Linked DNA regions of Danio rerio: region 1 is linked to region 2. The links are chromatin contacts, called in public Micro-C maps. All regions are on one chromosome and are shown on one strand. Each heading gives the region's core, a stretch centred on a gene start, on an enhancer-like site or on the middle of the called end of the contact. The rest is flanking DNA. Distances are from core to core; before and after follow the strand shown. Region 1 holds the start of si:dkey-148a17.5. Region 2 overlaps slc9a5 (solute carrier family 9 member A5).

The links. Hi-C and Micro-C count contacts between places; a contact is called where the count stands out from the background.
Region 1: a contact with region 2 is called in a Micro-C map of caudal fin, with 4 times the contacts expected there. The contact joins the promoter of si:dkey-148a17.5 here to the enhancer-like site in region 2. A contact is called at or near these places in 2 of 18 Hi-C or Micro-C datasets (caudal fin and fibroblasts).

Annotation. Positions count from the first base shown.
Region 1 is chr7:34,894,464-34,898,617 of GRCz12tu, reverse strand. It overlaps si:dkey-148a17.5, which reads right to left and starts at 2,391. Exons shown (of 1, transcript NM_001328693.1): 1 at 959-2,391. The coding sequence starts at 2,358. The coding sequence ends at 1,339.
Region 2 is chr7:34,755,232-34,759,393 of GRCz12tu, reverse strand. It overlaps slc9a5 (solute carrier family 9 member A5), which reads right to left. Exons shown (of 16, transcript NM_001113472.1): 9 at 3,152-3,222; 10 at 2,908-3,034. Among named protein-coding and RNA genes, the nearest start is that of plekhg4, 9.9 kb to the left of the region's middle. Within about 2 kb of position 2,378, at least 2 of the 62 cell types and tissues checked have an H3K27ac peak or open chromatin away from gene starts, as enhancers often do. A contact at or near this core is called in caudal fin, where this site is marked.

The DNA of each region.
Region 1 (4,154 bases), core at 1,142-3,641, 140 kb before region 2:
GAGCATCCTCTGCATAAAAAACATGCTGGCAGTTCATTCCACTGTGGCGACCCCAGATTATAAAACGGACTAAGCCAAAAAAAAACGAATGAATGAACACTAGTGCAATCTTACATACAGAAAATACAGGTTTACAATGTGCTGATCAGAACTAGGATCCAGTACCAAGCTGGGAGTAGGGGGTGGGGACTTAATCAGAAAGAGCAGGGTCAAGCTGAAGAGTCTGAACATGTTTGCGAAGGGTTTCCCACAGTTTCATCAAAATAGTGCTAGGTCTGTGAAGAGAGTACCTAATTTTCTTTACATTTATAAAATAAAGAATATTTCTTATCCAGCAAGTGTGGGAAGGAGGGTAATGGCTTCTCCAATTTAGAAGAATTAATAGCCTAGCCAGAAGGGTTAAGAAGGCTATAAGTCTACAAAATGAGAGGGTAAAGTATGGCCAGGTGGGAGAACCCCAAATTAACCAATAATTGGACAAGGTGGAATATCAACAGTGGTAATACCATGAGAGGAACATTTGCCTCTAAAAAGAAAGCAGGGAAGACAAGACTAAAACATATGGATAAGAGTAGCTGAACCAGAATGACACCTGTCGCATTTAGGGTCAATAGACAGGTTGATGCGAGCATACACTCCAAAAAAAATTTTTTTGAATGAATGAGTTGTGTGGAACTCAGCATTTTTTACAGTGCACCTGCTCTCTGGTAAAAAATTTTTACCGGCGGTTACCCTTCCAGCCACAACCCAGGACTGAGAGTGCAACCATTTAGAGCTATATAGAGGAAACTCATATGAGCATTAGAACATGCAAACTGCACACAGAAAGAGCTCTTGGTCCAGCTGGGATTCAAACCAGTAAGCTTCTTACTTTAGGGTAGGCAATTGGTTACCATTGCTGCCTCAAATCAAGTACTGCGGTATTTTGCTAAATATTTTGGCATTTAAACATCTTTGAATATACAGATTTAATATGGCATTTAAACAACTTTCATAAAATCATGTAAATGAACAAAACTGATCACAAAGATTTGAAATAATATTTGACATCTAAAATCCTTTAACTATGAAAAAACAAAACATCCTGTCATTTGAACAACATTAATTATAACATATATTATGGCAGTTAAAGAACATTCACAAAGGTGTAAAATAAAACACTTCAACATTGTCGATTACAAAAAACTAAATCATGATATAATGGCATCTGACTAGCTTTAGCCATTTAAGATGCAAGCCATTTTGACCATTTCGAACAAACAATTATTTACCTAAAAAGAAAATCAAATATATGTAATCTGAAAAATTTGACAATTTCAAATATATCCAAACTTCTAACTACTGTTCATCAACAGGACTTTCCAGGTTATTTCCATCCTGCGGTCCACCACCCTGCAAGGCGTCTTCTTTCATTTGAAGTGTTTGTGTTCCCAAGTCTTGAAACAGCTTCACTATCCCTGCCTTCTTCAGACTTCCATGGAAGGTTCTGGAAGCAAAAGCGTACAACACAGGGTTGACTGAGCTACTTATAAAAGCAAGAGATCCAAAAATGAAGATAGCGCTATCTGATATAGCAGATGCTTCTTCTGATTCTCCTCTTAGAATATCCACCAGACTTATTACATTAAGGACATGATGAGGTAGCCAACACAAAATGAAGGCCACGACCACTCCACCAATGAGGAAAACGGATTTCTTCTTGGCCCTGAAGCGCACCTTTCGGAGCTGTGCGGCAACTTGGCAGTAACAGATCGCAAGTGTAAAAAATGGAATGACAAAGCCAAGAAGAGTCTCCAAACACATACAAAAGACTTCAAAAGACAAGGAGTTGTAGACCCGGTGCAGGCAGTGTCCTGTGCCATCATCCTCATCATCTAAAGACTGGGTCAGGATGACTGGAATCCCCAAAAGTAATGACAGGATCCAGGTCACTAGCAGTAGTCTGAACATGGCCGTCTCATTTTTCCAGGACAGCATCTTGAATGGGTACCTGATAGCCAGGAATCGCTCCACACTCATGATGGTGATGATGAAGACGCTGCTATACATGCAGGAATAGATGATGTAGACCATGGCTTTACAGGCAGCCTTTCCGAACACCCAGGACCGGGCCAGCGAGTAGATCCACAGCGGCAGGGTGATCAGCACCAGAAGGTCTGCAATGGACAGATGAAGGATGAGCAGCACCGTGTGTGAACGCTGTTTTACATGCTTCAGGATGGTCCACACCACCAGCAGGTTCCCCGGGGTGCCCACTAGAAAACACACAGCCAGGATCACACAGGCAGCAGTGCTCCCTGCAGTCGACCAACCATCCTGCTCTGCGTCAGTCTCACCAGATAGAGAGGAACTGTTCATGTTGTCCAGTTTCAGAGAATCACAGTTCTGACTGAAACTGCATTTGAGTTCCGTATGTTTTAGCTTGCAAAGCAACCCGTTTTTGACAATATGACAGAAAGAGGAGGAGACAAGTGGCATGCCCACGCTTTACAGAAGTCATTTCTTTCGTAATTATGTTGTGCTTTACCTACTGAAAACCGATCTGTATGAACAAGCAGGATACAGATTGAGATAAGTAAGAATTTACTGTAAAACAAAACCAAAAGGACAAATGCAGGGAACCTGGGAATTGTCATGACTTTGTCAGAAATGAGTCACCATCACACACGAGCACCACCCTCCAGAGTTTCTGTCAAAAATACAAGGCCTTTACAGAGGATGTAGTAAGGATACACTAGGATCAGGGGTGTTGCCATCAATTCTGGGCCCTATGAACAAATATTAGAACTGAGCCCCATAAGTGAAGAGCGGGGGGCAGTGTCCTAAGTAAAGGTGGGGGGATTCCCAACATTCCAATCAACCAATCAGATTTGATGAAAATTGTTACAGGGTTAAAAAAAAGGTTGTCTACAGTTCTTATTCACCAATCCTTTCCTCCATGTTCTAGGGGTAAGTTATGGTTAGGATTGTGTTTTAGGGTATTGGCGGGGTCAGGACAAAGTATTAGGAATGAACTCTTGTCACTTATGTGGGTAAAGTTGACGGATCCAGTTTGGGCAAGTAGACTTGAGCACTGTCAAGTCTACATTACATGAAACATGAAAGATGACAAAAGTAACAATATGCAGTTAAAATAAAAGGACATTCATGAACATCTCCAATAGAAACTTGACTGTTTAAGAACGTGGGCATGATACGGTGAACTCGGACAAAACTAAAACCCCAAAATCACAAACTTCTCTGCAATATAGTGCACTCAAAAATGATGTTTGTTGAAATGACTTATTTAAAATGAGCTAAAACAACACAACTTTTCAATTTTTGGAACAACTTAATTGTTTTATGTTCAATCCACTTAAATTTCAGAAACTAATAAGTTAACTTAATTCCTTCATGTTGTCTTAACACAAATCGATTATGTAAAACCCAGCATTTTTACGGTGTAAGTCAAAAACAGTATGCAAGCTGTGTACGTCTGTGTTCAACTGCTAATACTTCAATTGAGATTCTGCATTTGTGGCCAAATGATTGGAAAGTCAGATTGGTAATCCATAGATTGCAGGTTCAATTCCAAGTACCCAGCAGTTGAATTTGGGGGAGTGCAGCAAGTGCCACCTTCAGTATCCATTGTGTTGCCTTTGAGCAAATTCTAATTGCACTGCAAGCAATGGCCACTTCTCTGGGTGTGTGTAGGATGTGTATGTTTTCACTTCTCACTCATAATGTGTTTATGCATTTGGATGAGTAAAATACAGAAGACAGGTTTCAATTTCATGGGTATACTTGACAATTTTCACTTCAGTGCACAACTGGACACCTCACTTTTCTATATGAGGCCTTTTGAGAATATTTGTAAATGGAAGTGAAGTTACAAAACTGATGCTGGTAGGTCATCATGCGACATGTTGAAAATATCATTCCCAAATTCATGTTGTCATTCTGTCGCGTGACCTACAAGCATCAGTTGTGTCACTTCACGTCACTGCTCATATTCATCTTATATAAAACATACCTTTTCATACCCATGAAGAAGCACCTAATCAGACAGTTTGCAATTTTGGATTCACTGTGAATAAATACACTGATCAGTGCGTTCATCTAAAATGATTGACACGTTGTATGGTTACAAAGACACATGGATAAGTCAATAAGTA
Region 2 (4,162 bases), core at 1,129-3,628:
GAGATGCATGATAGTTAACTTTTAAAGTTACTCTCGCTCTCTTTACTCTAGAGTTAATTCTTAGCACTGTTCTTATGAGTAATTCTCAGAGGCTTGATAAATACGGGCCACGCTCTCCTTTCTTATTGATGGTGTCTCTTTTCACAAATGACATTTACAGCTGACTAATCATTTCTTGACATACACAACCACTGATTATTTAAACAATCTACTCTGCACTCTTACCAAATGACCTGACTTCACAGCTCAGTGAAACATATATAGACTGTAAGCAAAACCATGGCAGAAAAGACGGACTATTTTTTCATACATGTTAGAAACTTTTACATTTTGACCCTAATTCTGTTCCTCTTTCACTGGGTGGTCTGAAAGAGAACAGAGGTTTCCCTATCTTTCAATCTTGTGCTAATATTAGCTTAATAACTCCTCTCAGGAAGCCCAGCTCTATGAAACTCAAGGGCGCAGGAAATGATCTCGCCGGAAGACAAAAGCCCTGCATGACTAAGATTCCAGGTGTTATAAAACTTTTCTGATCTAACATATTGTTTCTGCGCAGAGGAAAGGGAAAGGGAGAGAAACTATTGAAAAGGTGAATCTGACATGGAAGATTACTTTTTTCTTGCAAACAAACTAATGAATCGGGAGGCATGTGACAATCATTTATTTCAAAACATTTATTATTGGCCACCTTTTGGTCAGGTGTTTTTGATACATTAAATAAAGCCCTTAAATCAATATGCCACCTGATCCTTTGTTAGCCCTCTTTGGTGTATCCCTTGAACCTGATTTGACAGGCTGTGACAGTAAGGTTCTTGCCTTTATCACAATTCTAGCCAGACGTCCTATACTTTTAAAATGGAAACACACTTCCCCCCTCTACACATGACAAGTGGTTACAGGACATTTTTTACTGAATCTGACTCGAAAAGCTGAGATGCTCACTCTCTGGCTCACTAGATTCCTTTTATAAGACTTGGGATTTCTTTCTTGATTACATCAAAGGCCTGCTTATAACACCTGGTGCCGGCAACCTGTACCATTTACCATTTTATCAGAAGGTTTTTTTATTTTTATTTTTTTATTTAAATTCATTATAATTATTTGGTATTTATGCATTTATTGTTTTGTTGAGTTAATGAATGAGAGGTTAGAGGATGGGATTAATAATGGACAATACATCACTGTATACCTCTCAATATTTAATTTGTATTGTCATACAAAAGACCCATAAAAAAGATTGAAATAAAATATATTATATGACGCTACCAGAGGCCCTTCTCTTTTTTATTTCACTCCTTTTGTATGAAGCCACTGCTGAGTATTTAGCAGATAGGTTTGATGTTGCGTCTGACAGGTATCGGATGCCTACAAAGGAGCAGTATTGGCAGAGACAGGGTGGCGTCAGGGGACCTAACAAAGAGAGGAATTATCCTCTGCTCTTCTCAAACCACTCTCCTGAGCCTGAGAAAAGACCTCCGAGCTTTTTCTGCCCACTGTTGTAGTATGGGGGCTTTCGGTCTTTAATGGTTCAAGGACCCCCGACCAGACTCTCCACCAACCCAAAGACCTCTTTATACAAGAGTTTTCAGTCTGCCTAAAAACGGCCAAATTCTGGCATTCTTGTGACAAACATTCTAAAATGTAGTTCAGGACATCTATATTTCTTGTATAAAGACTTTTAATAAAGATTTATACAGTAGAAAAATTTATATTTTAAATGTGTCTATTAAAAAGAAATTTAAATTTGTATTCACTTTAATAACATTTTCATTTATTACTTTTAATTACATTTTTAAAATACAAAATGTGGGGTAATTTAATAACATGTGACTTTTTAAAATGATTTATGATTAATTTAAAAATGAGTATAAATATAAATAAGAACTAACGTTACACCAATGGTCATATTTATTAAAAAGTTAGAAATTAAACTTTGTTAAATGGTCATCAGCAACTAAGTTTTTAATATTTTTATTTATAAAAAAAATACATTTATAAACTTCACATTACATCAATTTCGAATTAATTTACAACTTGTAATAACTAGTTAACGCTTATGCACAGTGTTTGTAATGTTGTGAGTAGGATAGTAATCTATGAGTAGGATAGTAAAGTTGATATTGTTTTTTTTTGTCTTCTAGTTGCCGTTCTCAGTCTCACACATTTTTTTCTTTTCTTTTCTTTTTTTTTGGAAAATCCTGAAAACACTTTTGAGAAGTTTTTCGTTTGTTATTTGAGCAAACTGGAGTTCAAAAAACGTTTTTGTGATAGTCTCTCATTCACTGCTCTCTAGGTTTACCAAACTATTATGACTTCCACTGCTGAGAAATCTAGAAATGTGAAAATGGTCTGTTTTTAACCAGTACTCATTTTTTGAGTGTGGACACCATCTAGTGGAAGACATTTTCAGTACAACAATAATACAACATGGAACGCCTTACAAAAAAATATACCATGACACAGCATTTTTATAACATGGCATCAAATTAGGTTCCTTGACATGTACCATGGAAATAAATAATTATTATTATATTCAAGCATGATGGAAAAATGCACATAAATATGATCACACCATGTCCAAAATTTGTTGTAATACCCTTGTCCCCTTACAGGAAAATAAGTGTGCCAGCATGATGAACAAAAAAGAAGATATTTTGAAGAATGTTAGAAAACAGTGACCATTGACTTCTATAGTAGGAAAAACAAACACTATGTTAGTTAGTTCACCAGTTTTTGATATTTTTCAAAACATCGATTTTTTGGGTGAACTATATTTTTAATGCCAGGATATATGAAGTACTTGAAAACACAAATCTAATGTCACTGTCAGTAAAATATCAATTATCATCCTTCCTTTGATCTTGAATGACATAGTGCAGACAAACTGTGCAAACGGCAGCATTTTACCTGATCAATGACACTGATGGCATCTCTGATGTTGATTTTCTGATAGGCTTCCCACAGTTCACTCTTATGGTAGACAGACTTTCTCAGGAGCAACTTACTCAAATAGTTCTTGTCAAATTGCTCCCACCTAAATAAAAAAAAGTGAATTACAAACACTAACCGTGCTCTTGAATAATTGCAGAGCACATCCTCCATCCTAATAATAGATTCAGTTGTCATCTAGATTTAGTATTGAATCACTCACTTGTCCCTCCAGTGATGATAGCCATTCAGTCCAGCGATGTCCTCCACAGCTGCCAGAATGTGGTCGAAGGCCTGAAGACAGGAGGATAGATGTTTATCTCATTTTATTTTTGTATTTACTTAAGATGATTTATTACATCATGTCTACATTCAAGGCTAATTGCATGGCAAAAACAAATATACATACAGTTGACATCAAAATGATTAGCCCTCCTGTGAAATATTTCCCAAATGATGTTTAACAGAGAAGGGAATTTTTCACAGTATTTCCTATAATATTTTTTCTTCTTGAGAAAGTCTTGTTTGTTTTAGTTCGGCTAGAATAAAAGCAGTTAAAAAACAAAAAGATTTTAAAGTCAATTTTATTAGCCCCTTAATCTAATTATTATAGTCTATAGAACAAACCGTCCTTATACAATGAGTTGCCTAATTACCCTAACCTACCTTGTTAACCTAATTAACCGAGTTAAGCCTTTAAATTGCAATTTAAGCTGAATACTAGTATCTTGAAAAATATCTAAAAAAATATGATGTACTGTTATCATAGCAAAGATAAAATAAATCAGTTATTAGAAATGAGTTATTAAAACTATTATGTTTAGAAATGTGTTGAAAAAGTCTACTCTCAATAAAGAGAAGAACAAAAATATACAAGGGGTTTAATAATTCTGACTTCAACTGTATATTATTTATATTAATTGAGCAGACAAGGAAAATCAATTGGAAGGAATTTACATTTATGTAGTGCATTTTTGTTGTGTATTGTCATACACCCAAAACGCTTTACAGTCATATGAGGTCTTTCAATGTGAATGCAGAAATAAGAATTTAAGTACTTGAATGAACTAAGATGTACTTGAATAAAAAAAATACTTTGCAGACATCTTTAAACATCTGTAAGTTTTTTTTAAATATTAAATGAAGTGGCAATTTGTTCATTTTTGCAATTTAAATAAAAATTAGTTTTTGGTCTATGCAACATTCATTCATTTATTTTCCTTCGGCTTCCCAT